3 separate regions of the Mus musculus genome follow, and regions 1 and 2 are each linked to region 3. A link is a contact called in public Hi-C data. All regions are on one chromosome and are shown on one strand. The core of a region is the stretch at or near the end of the contact, and the rest is flanking DNA. Distances in the headings are between cores, read along the strand shown. Region 1 has its middle 260 kb from the start of Gm30957. Region 2 has its middle 200 kb from the start of Gm30957. Region 3 has its middle 12 kb from the start of Gm13219.

Evidence for each region. A called contact is a pair of places that touch in the nucleus more often than the background predicts.
Region 1: a Hi-C map of the N1E-115 cell line shows a contact between it and region 3, with 6 times the contacts expected there. The contact joins two enhancer-like sites. A contact is called at or near these places in 4 of 484 Hi-C or Micro-C datasets (the N1E-115 cell line, embryonic fibroblasts, embryonic stem cells and 1 more).
Region 2: a Hi-C map of the N1E-115 cell line shows a contact between it and region 3, with 3 times the contacts expected there. The contact joins two enhancer-like sites. A contact is called at or near these places in 2 of 484 Hi-C or Micro-C datasets (the C2C12 cell line and the N1E-115 cell line).

Annotation. Positions count from the first base shown.
Region 1 is chr2:8,682,800-8,687,344 of GRCm38.p6, reverse strand. No RefSeq gene overlaps it. Among named protein-coding and RNA genes, the nearest start is that of Gm30957, 260 kb to the left of the region's middle. Within about 2 kb of position 1,859, at least 1 of the 459 cell types and tissues checked has an H3K27ac peak or open chromatin away from gene starts, as enhancers often do. A contact at or near this core is called in the N1E-115 cell line, where this site is marked.
Region 2 is chr2:8,749,293-8,753,403 of GRCm38.p6, reverse strand. No RefSeq gene overlaps it. Among named protein-coding and RNA genes, the nearest start is that of Gm30957, 200 kb to the left of the region's middle. Within about 2 kb of position 1,768, at least 1 of the 459 cell types and tissues checked has an H3K27ac peak or open chromatin away from gene starts, as enhancers often do. A contact at or near this core is called in the N1E-115 cell line, where this site is marked.
Region 3 is chr2:9,338,139-9,342,402 of GRCm38.p6, reverse strand. No RefSeq gene overlaps it. Among named protein-coding and RNA genes, the nearest start is that of Gm13219, 12 kb to the left of the region's middle. Within about 2 kb of position 1,787, at least 2 of the 459 cell types and tissues checked have an H3K27ac peak or open chromatin away from gene starts, as enhancers often do. A contact at or near this core is called in the N1E-115 cell line, where this site is marked.

The sequences.
Region 1 (4,545 bases), core at 610-3,109, 660 kb after region 3:
ATGGGGAAACATTGTTGGCCACAGTGAGAAGGGAAAACACATGCCAAACATATTTGGGTAATAAAAAGTAGCCCTAAAGTTTGTGAATATTTACAATCTCTTGGGAACAGATATTGTCTGCAATGAGTGAGCATCCTGTTTCATTTTGGGGAGGTAAAACACAAAATGGATTGATTTCTTGGTTTGAATGTGAATGCACCTCATAGGCTCACATGTATGAGTAGATGGTCCCCAGCTGGCTTTGCTTATGTAAGGGTCCAGTTAGTGGTAAAGGTCACTGAGAGTGGGCAGTTCTGGTCTTCCTGGTGCTGTGTGTGCTCTCACTGTGTGAACACTTGTCTACAGCACACATTGTTATAGAGCTGCTGCTTGATGTTCCTACTATTGGTGAACTGAGAACCTCAGAAAGCAGAAGCTAAAATCCTTCTTCCCTTCAATTGCTTCTATAGTTGCTATGTTGACCCTGACGGCATGAGAAATAATACAAGCCATGATTACGCTTTAGGAGCTAGGAAAGCTACCAGGTACCCTTTGCCCTTGGTAATCTTTCTGATAATATCCTGAGGTAAGAGGACTTCGAACACCAACAACACTCTTAAACAGTAATTTAAAGCACAAAATAATGCTAAAGTAAAGTTTCTGTAGTTGATCAGTAGGTATAGTTGGGCTTGATCCCAGAAAACCATATTTTAAATGACTGTTTTAATTTTTGCCACTAATGCAACCCAATAATTGAATATAATATACAAGATTTGCCCCTTTCTGAGAACCAAAACACAACTATATTTCCCATTGATAACAAATGGAAGAGATTTATTTATTGCATACAATTTTGTTTACTAGCAATCCTAGGGCAAATTCTGTGATGGGTAAAGGTGACACAAGCAAATAAAATATCATTCCTGACCCTGAGATATCAAAGGTAGGCAAGTCACATGTTAAATAACTCTGACACTCTCGTTTTAAAATCAGAATTGAATTTCTTATTCAAATAGGACTATATTTGACTTTCCTACTCTCAAAGAAAAAAAAATGAAATGACGAAAGCAAACTTCAGCTGGGATCCCAGCAGAGTCCCTTTTGTTCCATTTGGCCCACCCTCCCAGGTTTTATGGGGCCATCAACATTTGTTGACTCTCCAATCTTTATCATGTCTACCTTTGTCAATATCAATGACTGCTGCAGTTAGTTGGTACCTTTCTAGAAGTTTCCAAACTGTTTCAAACAGATATTAAAATTCTGTACAGGATCAAAGCATCAGTTCCATGCTTATTTACTTCTTGTCCTTTGAGGTAGTTTTGGTTTCTAACGAGAATTTGTTTTAACAATAACACCACTCTTCTGAGCCCACTTCAGGCTTGAAATAAATAATGTTTTAAAAGTTGGTGTAAGGCAGAAAAGAAATGAGGCTGGTTCCTCATTGACTCAGTCTAAACAGTTGCCCTTTTATTTCCTAGTGAGACACAATTATTACATCATTTAAGTCTCAATACACTGCCCACATTGCTAAATTGTGATAGCAGGCTACTGATAAAGTCTTTGATTAGTCCCAGACCACTTCTGTAGATGTCAGCTTCCATTCAGTGCTGGCATCTTGAGGCAATGCTTGTTGTCAGTGGCTTTGTATACTCCTTAAGTTAATTACTACTCATGTGCTCTTGAGATTGAGTTGAGCTGATGGGTGTCAGTAGCTTTCAGGCTAGGAAAGGGATGAGCCCATAAATGTTGAAGGTGCCTGATCTGATGCCATGCGAGTATTTATACTCAGTTTTCACATGACACTTGAAAGTTGTGATAATCATATGGCTTCAGCTTTAATCTGAGGAGGTGTCCAAATCCCCACTACCAAAGCTTTTGCCCATCACTAGTTAAGAATAAGTCATATTGTTAGGGATTTGTTACTATTAACCAGGCCCCCTCTTGCAATTACAATCTTTAAAAACTAAATAAAATAATTTCATAAAATATAAGCAATCTATAGATTGTCACATCAATCAGATACTTACCTCATTACTATTCAAATGTAGCAGCTTTATGGAATTTAAAGGTTTTTTTTTTATACTTCAAAAGAATTTAATCTTCATTATAAGATGTCACCTTCAACCTCCTAAAGCTCACCCAGTCACCTTGACCCTGTTCTAGTCACTGAACAGGAAGCCTGCTTGCTAGGCTCACTTTCTTCAAGCTTACCAATGCCAACACAATGCCATTAAGACTCGTATGGTAATTGGAGCCAAAAATGCCTGGGCTCAGCTCTCATCAACTCATTGCTGACTGAGCAATTAATTTTTCCTTGCTGAGTGTTTATCCATATCACCAGTAAAATGGGAACAAAACTGGTTGATGCCGAAGTGTAGGTGAGAGGAAAGTATGCCAATGCATGTGTGGTGAGTGTTTTAGAAGGGGAAAGCTTATAAATTGTAGAGACAATCTTAGGAGAACCAGACTTCCTCAGTTCTCATGAAGATGGCACAGTCACCCTAAGTTGTAATGGGGTAGAGCTGAAGGGAATACAGTTAAGATATAAAATGCAAATATGAGCCAAGCTAATAAGTATCTGAGATGCTCAATGGACAAAAAGATGGTATAGAAATGAGAGAGCATATTTGGACCATCAGAGAGGTAGTAGGGCATAGGCAAAGCAGGTTTGCTCAGAGTTGTCATGCATTACCTTCTTCTGTTTGTACACAAAATATGAGAAACTATATGAAGCCATAATACCAATGCCTTTAAGTTTAAAATTAGTTAGTAGCATCAATATATCTATATTTCTTTATTTGTTTTCTCTTTTAACATTTAATCATATTCTGTTTCAACACGGAAGAATTCTGATAAAGAAGGTGAAAAAACTCATGTTTCTAAATAAGCTAATAGACATTTATATACATAAACATGCACATAGCTCCATGGAAACACACGTATGTCAATAATGATATAATAAGCTTATAAATTTATAAAAAATATAGAACAGAATCAACAAACAATTCATTTATTCTTGCAACGCTATCAGGGTTCAAGACATTCTTGAAAATTTTATCTAAAATTGCCTTCATAATCAGGTTGGAAATGCTCAGGGAACTCATGGTTATTAACCAATGTTGGTTTGTAGAAGAAACATCTACAATTTAAACATATTACAATATCAGTCTCAATATCTAAGATATAGAATTAACTTAAATATCCATCAATTAGTAAGCATCTAAGAAAAGCATACTCATATCTATATTTATATGTATGTATATCTATATCTATATCTATATCTATATCTATATCTATATCTATATCTATATCTATATCTATATCTATCTATCTATCTATCTATATATATATAGATATTCTGTATACTCATGTTTTTTACTGCCACTTATATACAATATAGATAAACTTAAAATACATTAATATTCTAGTAAAATTAACCAGGCCTAGAATTAGAAATATTGCATGATTTTCTTACATATGATATATATATATATATATATATATATATAAAACTTATAGAACAGGATAGTTGAAAGATGGTTACCAAGGACTGGGAAGTCTAGTTTTGGTAGGGATTTCAGTGAAAATGACTGTGCTTCGGCTGGTGAGAATAAATAATTCTGGACTATGGTAACTTAGTTACAAAGAGAAAAGACTTGAATCTTCATTAGGACAAAAAAATTAAAGCAATGTTTTTATTGCATAGTTTATGTATGCAACATTTACAAACCATCAAATATGCAAGTTTAGTTGTTAAATAAGTAAAAAAGAAAGCGTTCATCTTACACTTCACACTTACATCATTTTAAACTCATAGTTTCTCCCTTTCTTGTGTTTGAATGTCAAAATTTTAGCTACCAAATTATAGCTTTTTACTCCTGAGGAAAACTGTCTTCTAGCCAAATATGATGACCATACATGTAATCCCAGCTTGTGGAAGAGAAAAGCAGGAAAACTCTAAGTTCAAGGTTATCCTGATATATAATGCCTCTTAGGCATATTTTGACTCCACAGTGAGACCATGTCTCCCAAACAAACACAAACATGTCTTCAATCTCTAAAGAGTGAATTTATGTTAGGTGCTAAAGTTCTGAATAAGTCCAAAAGATAAATATTTTAACTATTGAAGTTGCAGGATACACTGGCATGTCAAAAAGGCTGAGTTCTGTGGTAGTAAGATGCAAATTAGAAGCAAAACTATGGAACTGTTCAAGGCTGGGTTCTAATAAAGCTTTATTTACAAAAAACTAGACATATTATAGACTGGACTATCATAGTGAGCCCATCAGTTCACACTTCTTGATGCAGTGAATGATTTGCAGCCTTCTGAAGGAGAGTGAACTGAAGCATCACCATTCCTGAAAAGACATGGCACCATTTCCTCCTTAATTGCTCTGGTGCAAGGGAAGCAATACAATATCAAATCTACAAGGCAGTTTGTACTCTTGGTGTGACTGACTGACCATGCCATTCTCAGAGTCTCAGATATCTCCTCTATAAAATGGGGCTAGCCTTCATTGTCACTGATGGTGTTTCTAAAAATTCACTATGCCAAAGTATTAAAAA
Region 2 (4,111 bases), core at 519-3,018, 590 kb after region 3:
TGCAGCTGCCAGCTGCCTATCCCTCTGCCTTTCTACTAGACTTTAAAAGAATCTTAACCTGAAGAGATAGGACATATTCAGAGTTCTCCAACCTTGGCCTCCCATTCTGTATAACTAACTCTTGCTCCTTCATCTTAAAACTCTGTAGACATAGTTAGGTCTCGAGTCTGCAAACAGCAGGATTGTCTGCTGTCCTCTCACAGAGCAAGGCAGTACAGAGAAAAATGGATCACAGATAGTCTATAAAAGACTGGAGTTAATATGCTTGATATGAGTGGGGTTGTTACTCAAGAGAGTGAAAAATGCATTTATATTTTTGATGTGGGATATATATATATATATATATATATATATATATATATATATATATACACAAGACATTGAACGCAATCAACAGCTAAAATGAAAAGTAAGTAACTGAGATTTGTTTGCTGTATGTCTTGCTCATCAGTCAGTAGGCTTTCATTGGAATATATATTCATTTACTTTGGACTCAGTGGTCTAAGCCATTTTCAACAACCCAGGATCTGCCAACAACATGCAAAGTAGAGCAAAATAATATAAAAAGGTATGCATAAAGAATGTGTACATTAACTGTTTAACACACAATGACACCTTTATTTTAAAAGCATATAGCAGAATCAAATCAAATTTAGAAGTGAATGGAATATCTTCTTGCATATTCATTAGTTAAAACACTTAGAAAATTTTTTCTTTAAAAGGAAAACATCTTTTCTTTGCCTTCCCATTTTTCTCCTAGATTTGCGTGACTTACAGGCAAACACTTTCATCCAGAAAGAAATCCATCCAAATTAAGATAATGAATTGGCACATTGTTAAGTATCCATACGAATGTGGTACAGCCTCCACTTATCTCCTCCTTGGATGTGGTGTAGTTACCATGTGTGCTTTACGCCTTGAGGCTGAAAACTGGGTTTTCTGTATACAGCAATATATGTAGCCAACTTAATGTGCTGACCCTTTTACTGTTAATCGTGTAAAAAAATACAAGTATGTGGTTTACAGTTCTCCTCTTCACTTACTTTTGGCCTGGCCTTTGAATTTATAAAGTGTTCTTATTACAGATTGTGATCATGTGTCACAAATCAATTCTGTGACATTTTTGCCACTGGTAGAGAGATACAGGAGTGACAGCTTATCCGAAGCAAGGAAAGAAGGATTTAAAGAGTCAGAGAATAAAGCAGATCTCAGTTGTGTGCACCACGAACTACTTTCTTAAACTTAGTATTGACTATTGAGCAGAGATTTTTAAATAATTCTAACCTGAATTTCAAGTATTGAAATAAGCCATTTTAAACTTATGCCACTGAAAATTTCTTCAATGTCTGACATCTTGACAGTTTACACATAGGACTCAGTTTAGAACTCTATTATCATTTATTTTATTATTCTCTTTTCTTTTGGGCACCTCCATTGCCATCTAATGTCCTTCACTTCACTCTGAAACCCCTTCTTTCCACCCTCCCTCACTGACTAAACCATTAGCCACACAGTACATTTGAATACAGATTAGATTTTCCAATTTGTAACTACATGTTAAGAACATACTAATTGCAAGATTTTACGTAAAGAATATATAAAACAGGCTGGACAGATGGCTCAGTGGTTAAGAGCCACTGGACCACTGATTGTTCTTCCAGAAGTCCTGAATTCAATTCCCAGCAACCACATGATGGCTCACAACCATCTTTAATGAGATCTGATTCCCTCTTCTGGTGTGTCTGAGGACAGCTACAGTGTATTCATATACAGAAAAGAATATGTAGAACACTTCTCCTTAGAAATAATGCTTTGAAGATATAGGGACTTGGAGATCGAAAGGCCTCTTTCTGGAGTCTCACTTTGTATCTCCATTTGAGGTAGTAGTTGCCTAGAACTATCTATGACATATAATCACTTCAGTGACTGAAGTGATGTGCATGCAGAGAAGAATTTACAATACAAATTTACATTCAAGACAATTAGTTCGCTGGTGAAAAATTAGAAAAAAAACTCATTTTGTAAAAGTGTTATAATTATGATATCCCTTTCCATTGGTTACAGGTTCTAACAATGTGCTTTGCAGGTCTATGGAATATCACTCTGCCCATTATACAAAGATTGGGTAGCATTTGAGCATGATGTCCTTGGGTTAACACAATGTTTTGTATTGCTAAACTTGATCTCAGTAGAAAAGGTAAAAGAAACCATAAAGGACTACAAAGGGCATCTGCTCCAAAATGAAGAAAAAAAAAGAATATATATATATAACTTGAAACTTGGAAGTAAGCCTCATTGAGATTGAAAGAGTCTCTCAACATGAACTTTCAAACAGCCATTCTGAGGCTTACAAGAGCTCTCAAATCATCTGTTTCATAGCATTTAACATGTATAAGGGAATCAACAGTGAAAGGACTTTGTCAACAACAAAAACAGCAGGAGCTGTTCTTGAAACCAATATTATTTCTTAATTAACTGTTATTTTAGTTGCAGTAATAATTACTTTAAAATTTTCTAGAAAATATAAAATCATGATTTTTGTCTAAACTCTGCTGACCCTCACAGGTAACAACGACCAGGCATATTGGTACCAGGGCATAGCAAAGCTGCTTTCTTTAAATGTGAGCCTCTCCTGTAGCACCTCTGCCTCATCAGCTTAAAACAGATTCAAACTCAATTACTGCCATCATTTCTTGGCATTAAATTCTAGTTAAAGAGCATTTTTCAAACTGAACACTTATAGTTAACTGAATTTCCAGACTACAGTTCTCGAGTTTTGGACAGCTGAGGAGACAGATGTGCACCAATGCTCCAGTGCCATCCAGAACACAACGCAATTTCCTATCAAAAGCCAAACATCTTTCCTTCTATGTAATGGGAATAGTCTTTCCTAAAAGTGTAGAGTAAAGAAGATCAGAACATTTGGAGAGACTCTAAAGGCTTGCCTTTTATCTGATGTTGATAAAGAATGAAAATCCCCAGCACAATAATGACTGGATCTTTTAAAACACCCACAGCAATTCTATTCCCACGAATATTCAGTACTTCAAACATGAAAACTTGTCCCACAAAGGCAATTAATTTTTGTCTTTTTGATGTGTGTAGCATTTGTTCCAGCTACCCTTAGGGGACAGAATCCTTACCATTAGCACTAGATGTCAAATTGAAGCAGCAAGGCACCACATATAGCCTTTATTTTACTAGATAGAGAAGCATTTGTGACTGGCTTATTATGGCTAGCCTCACCATTATATTGAACTAGACCCAATAAAGAAATTATCTATCTAGTAAATTCAGCAAAACACATAATAGAAAATTGAAAAAATATTTTTAAGAGAAAAAAAGCACATCCGAGGCTATTTTTTAGAGGCTCTAGTCTGTGATCAACTGACCCCATTGTTTTGGGACTCATGGTACATCACTGTAGAAGTGTATTGTAGAGCAAAATTATCCATCTCATCGACAGGAAGAAATGTTGTAAAGATCAAGAGAAGGCCTGGGTCTCATAACTGTCTTCAAAGGTATTCCCCAATTACTTAAAGAAAATCCCTTCAAATATATTCCTCAATCAACTTAAGATGACACTGTAGATTTCATCTTCTAAAGGCTCTACTGTCCCAAGTTCTTAAGTAAATAACAGTTTTTATTATGACTTTATTGTTCAAGTTGAAGTCTTGATGCTCATTTGTAATGACTTTGTCTTTAACCAATAACTGACAAAAAAAGAAGAAAAGATGACTATAATATTGAAAGCATTCATGTTGTTGATGTGGGAAAAGTTTCAAATACATTTTTGGTAGTATAAGATTTGGTTTTTAAGTAAATAAAATAGTTATTTTTATTTTATTAACTTGGCTATAAGGAACTCTTAAAGACCATACAAAATTTCTTTATAGTGGTTTCATTGGGAAATAACACCTAGATGTTCATATATATGTATTTGTTGATGACGTTTGCAAGTTCCTATGTCTATATCTTCGTATTTTCTTATTTAAAGAAGGGATGATTTTGATACTGAGACAATAACTCTAAAGAATTTAAAAGAGCAATACTATCTTTAAAGTTAAGGTCATGCACCCACTAAAATAACATATAACATATAATAGAGGAT
Region 3 (4,264 bases), core at 538-3,037:
CTTTTTTTTTTTTTTTTTAATTCTTTCCCTGAAAAACTAACAAAGGATGCTGAAGTTATCTTTAATAAAATCTAACTTTCTGGGTTTTTTTTTTTTTAACAAAATGCAAATTACATTTTGTTGTTAGTTCTTTTCAGAATGGACATTTAATTGAATTGACCAATTGAGAATTAAGATTTATTCCCCTAGAGAACAGAGTAGAGCGATCCTTATCCTTATGCCACAAGTTTACTTAGTTATATGAGTACATCTGCTGAAAGCCCCTTTCCTGGGCTTAACTACTGTTGGTCCTTGACAACAACAACAACAACAATAACAACAACAACAACAACAACAAACAACAACAACAACTATAGCAATGTGATTTAGTAGGTGCATAGTGCTTTCTAGTTTGCTGAGTTTTCATCTGCTTTTTCATTTGCTTTTAGCATGCCTTACCTAGGTAATAAACCCATTTTCCAGTTGACAAGACAGATCTAGAATATTTCAATAGACTTCCTAGAGCCTGAGAGCTAATACATAGCAGAAATTAAGGGCATCTTCTACCATGCAGCTTAACTTATGCATTACACTTGAGCCCTTGTCTGGATGGCTCAAACCTTGCCTGAATCTTAAGCCTGTCTCTCTATGCCATCTTATTTCCTGCTCCTCGTTCAGCAGCCAGCTCTATTCCAGAAAGCCCCACTCAGGAATTGGACCTCTATTAATTTTGAGGCCCCCATCTCCAAATATAGTGAACTGTCCTTTTGCAACACAAAGAACTCTTTGAGGGGCCAAAAGGTTGGGAATAAGTGATTCCTGGGTACTTTGCCCTGTGTTGGACGTTATATCACCCCCTCTCTCCCGCCAAGGCTCAGGGAGCACCCATCATATAAGAGGAGGGAAGCATGCAAGAACAAAAGGATGAGAAGGAGTTTTTTGCACTGTCATTGCACTCTTGAAACCAGCAGCTTTAGTTGCCTTTACAAAACCCAGCCCTTCAACACTTCATTTTGGACTGGGGAGGGGAAGGGGTGAGGGACTTTGAAGGTTCCTTGCCTCCAGGGGGAGTCCTTGACAGAGTTTCATTTGAATAAGAGAGGGTAATGGGAGGTGTATATATTACAAAATGTGTTACATACCTGCATGAAATCATCAAAGAATTTTTTTCAAAGCCCTAGTGTCTGATGATCCCTGGCTTTTATAATTCATTTCATTATTTTATTTTCTTACTGTCTTGTTATCTTGAGTTTCCATTCACTAGGTTCCATCCTTTCTTCAGAATATTGAATAAGGGAAGAAATCATGGATAAGATTAGTTCGGCAGAGGCCGTGAGTGAAGGTTGATGCATAGAGATTAAACAGGAAGAGGGAAGAAGGGATGTTAAGGAATGGTCACACGGGTAGCTAAGGAAACTGGGAAAGGATACAGATAGAATGGACATTCGATGCAACACAGGATAAAAGGATGGCAGATATACGGGTACTGATTTGCAGAGGTTTCACACAGGAAAGTAACACAGGTCCTGGTAGTGTTCCATTCTTCCAAGGTTGTAATTATAGACTAAGGTTGGAATATTTACCAATAGGCCACTCTTAATGTATTTATTTGCTTGCTTATCTATTTGTTTTATGGCAAATACTTCTATGCAGATCCAATCTTTTGATTCCAAATATACTTGCAGTCACTCCCGTGTGAACCTGCCCTTTTATTGCACACATGTCTCTGCTTGTGCACTTGCCTTCTGTTTGACTGTAAGATAGCGAATGACTCGAGCCACTCTGCAAAACTGTTGCCACTAATGTTCTCCTGGGTTAATGCAAAGCCGATGCCAACTGCTTTCTGGATGCCTCTGTCCAGTGGGCTGTGCATCCTTTAAACAGTTGTGTGGTTTAGATTAGATCTCCCCAGTTTGTTGATGAGAATGTCAGGTCGGACAGAATCAAAGGCTTACAGAAGTCTAGAGAGATTGCATCTTCCGCATCCTTTTTATCTACAAGGTCTGCCACTCCATCATAGTGGGAAATTAAATCGGTCTGGCATGATTTGTTCCTTTAAAAGCCCCATTGGTTGCTACCCAGTCTGTTATGCTCCTGGGTGATTGCAAATTGATCATTCTGATGATTTATCTCAGTGACTCCCCTGGCATTGTGTTTTAGGCTGGCCAATATTTCTTTTTTCTTTTTCCTGAAGATGGACACTGTGTTTACTCTTTTTTGAATTTTTTTGAGGATTTGCTCTGGTGTGCAAAACTTTTACTGACTGATGTTTGTCAACATATTCTATGATATTCGTTTTTATATTGGTATGACTTGTCATTTGGACAAGTTTCAGTAATTGACCACCATTTACACCTATATTAGTTGAGATCCTCTAGTTTCTGAGTTTATCATTTATCCAAAATGCATTGATATCCTGGGAGCTTTGAAAATAGGTAGGTAAACACTGAGTTAATAACTGTTGTTAACATTTCTTCTAGGCCTGCCCCACAGTTACCTGGCAACAGCCAGGTATGACTGGCTCACTATAAAAGGGCTGCTTGTCCCCTCCTCACACTCTTGCTCTTCCCCATTTCTCTCTCTGTCCTTTCTCTCCCCATTCTCCTCCCTATCTCTTTCTTAGTGCGCATGGCTGGCCGATACTCCTTTACTCTCTCTCTCTCTTTCTCTCTCTCTCTCTGAACTTCTCTGTCTCTACCCCCTCAACTCCACCCCCCCATTCCCCTAATAAACTCTATTCCACACTATAATCTTCTTGTGGCTGGGACCTCAGGGAGAAGGGATGCCTCAGCATGGGCCTGCATGAGTACAGTGTCTTACTGAAAGTGTTGTTTGGGAGTGACTCAGATGAAATACCTGGAAGAGGCAGTCTTTTGTGTTTATGAAAGGTTTCCCAGAGAAGGTGATGTTGAAGATGAATTATTTTGGGTACCAGTTAGTAGGTATCAGGGACCATGATGAAGAGAAAGACCTAAAAAGAGCAGAGTTTTTCAAATTAGAGAGAATAGCATTCACAGAAGTACAACTCTGAAAGTGATGTTGGTTGGGGACTGTGGGGGCATTTTCAATAATAATTAAGCAATGATTTTCTGTATTAGACATTGGACTAACTGGATTGTTGGAAAACTGGACAGATGTCATTGGTTGAGCTAGGAGGGGCTTAATCATCAGCCAAACAGATTTGTCTTACTTGAATGAAAAGGGGGTGTTGAGCCCATATTCAGTTCTTTATTGAGCACTTATTATTCTGATTCATAGGTCACACATTATACAAATGTTAACTCAAAATGGATTGTGCATCTGAACTCTATTAAAAAACTGTTTCATGTATATTTTATGTATACTTTTCACAATATGGAATTTAACTAGAGAACCTTAAGCACACAAGGCAAACATTCTATCATGGAGCTACACATTTCACCTAGACCCCTAAATCAAATGTGATTTTAGCAGGCAGTGAACCTATAAACACTCTAGATAAAAATACAGGGTAATTCTTTTTTATCAGATAGTGAATTAATGTGCTTGAACTGTTCAAAGCAAATCCCTTGGATTGTGGCTTAAGCAAACTTCATTCCTCACAGTTTTAAGGGTAGTCAAATTCCAAATCAAAGCACTAACTCACTAGCTGCCTGGTAGAGGCTTTCTTTCTGGCTTGCAGTACACACCATACTGTGTTGTGTCTTCATGAGATGAAGAGAGACAATAGAGAGGGCTGTGTTCTCTTATAAGACACTAATCCTATTGATTCAGGCTCTGCCCTTTGACCTCATTAACCTTCATCGGCAAATGCAGTCCTATTCAGGGTTAAATATTGCACATACACATTTTAAGCAGGTATAGATTAGGCCCTGGCACCTAGGATTAGCCAAAACTTTCTCAGATACTGTTGCAAAAGCATGACTCATAAAAGAAAAAAAGTGAGACTCTATTTCATGGAAATGAAAACTTCCTGTATATTGGGGAGGAAAACTAGCAAGAGAGTTTTTAAAAGCCACATATATGAAAACAGAATTTTCAAATCAATATTTGTCAAAGGAATTGTGCCTATAATATATTGAAAAACTTAATGAAAAGAAAGCAAACTCTCCAGTAGACATCTAGGCAACCATCTTGAACATATATTTCCACAAAGAAGTTCAACGAATGGAAATCAACAGGTGACATGAACTATTATTATTGATATTCACAAAGTTAAGAATTAGTTCAGTTGCCCTGACTAGATTTCATGAAGTAGATACAATGAAGTAGACTGTTGTTCACAAGGAACAACAGGAGCTCTTTT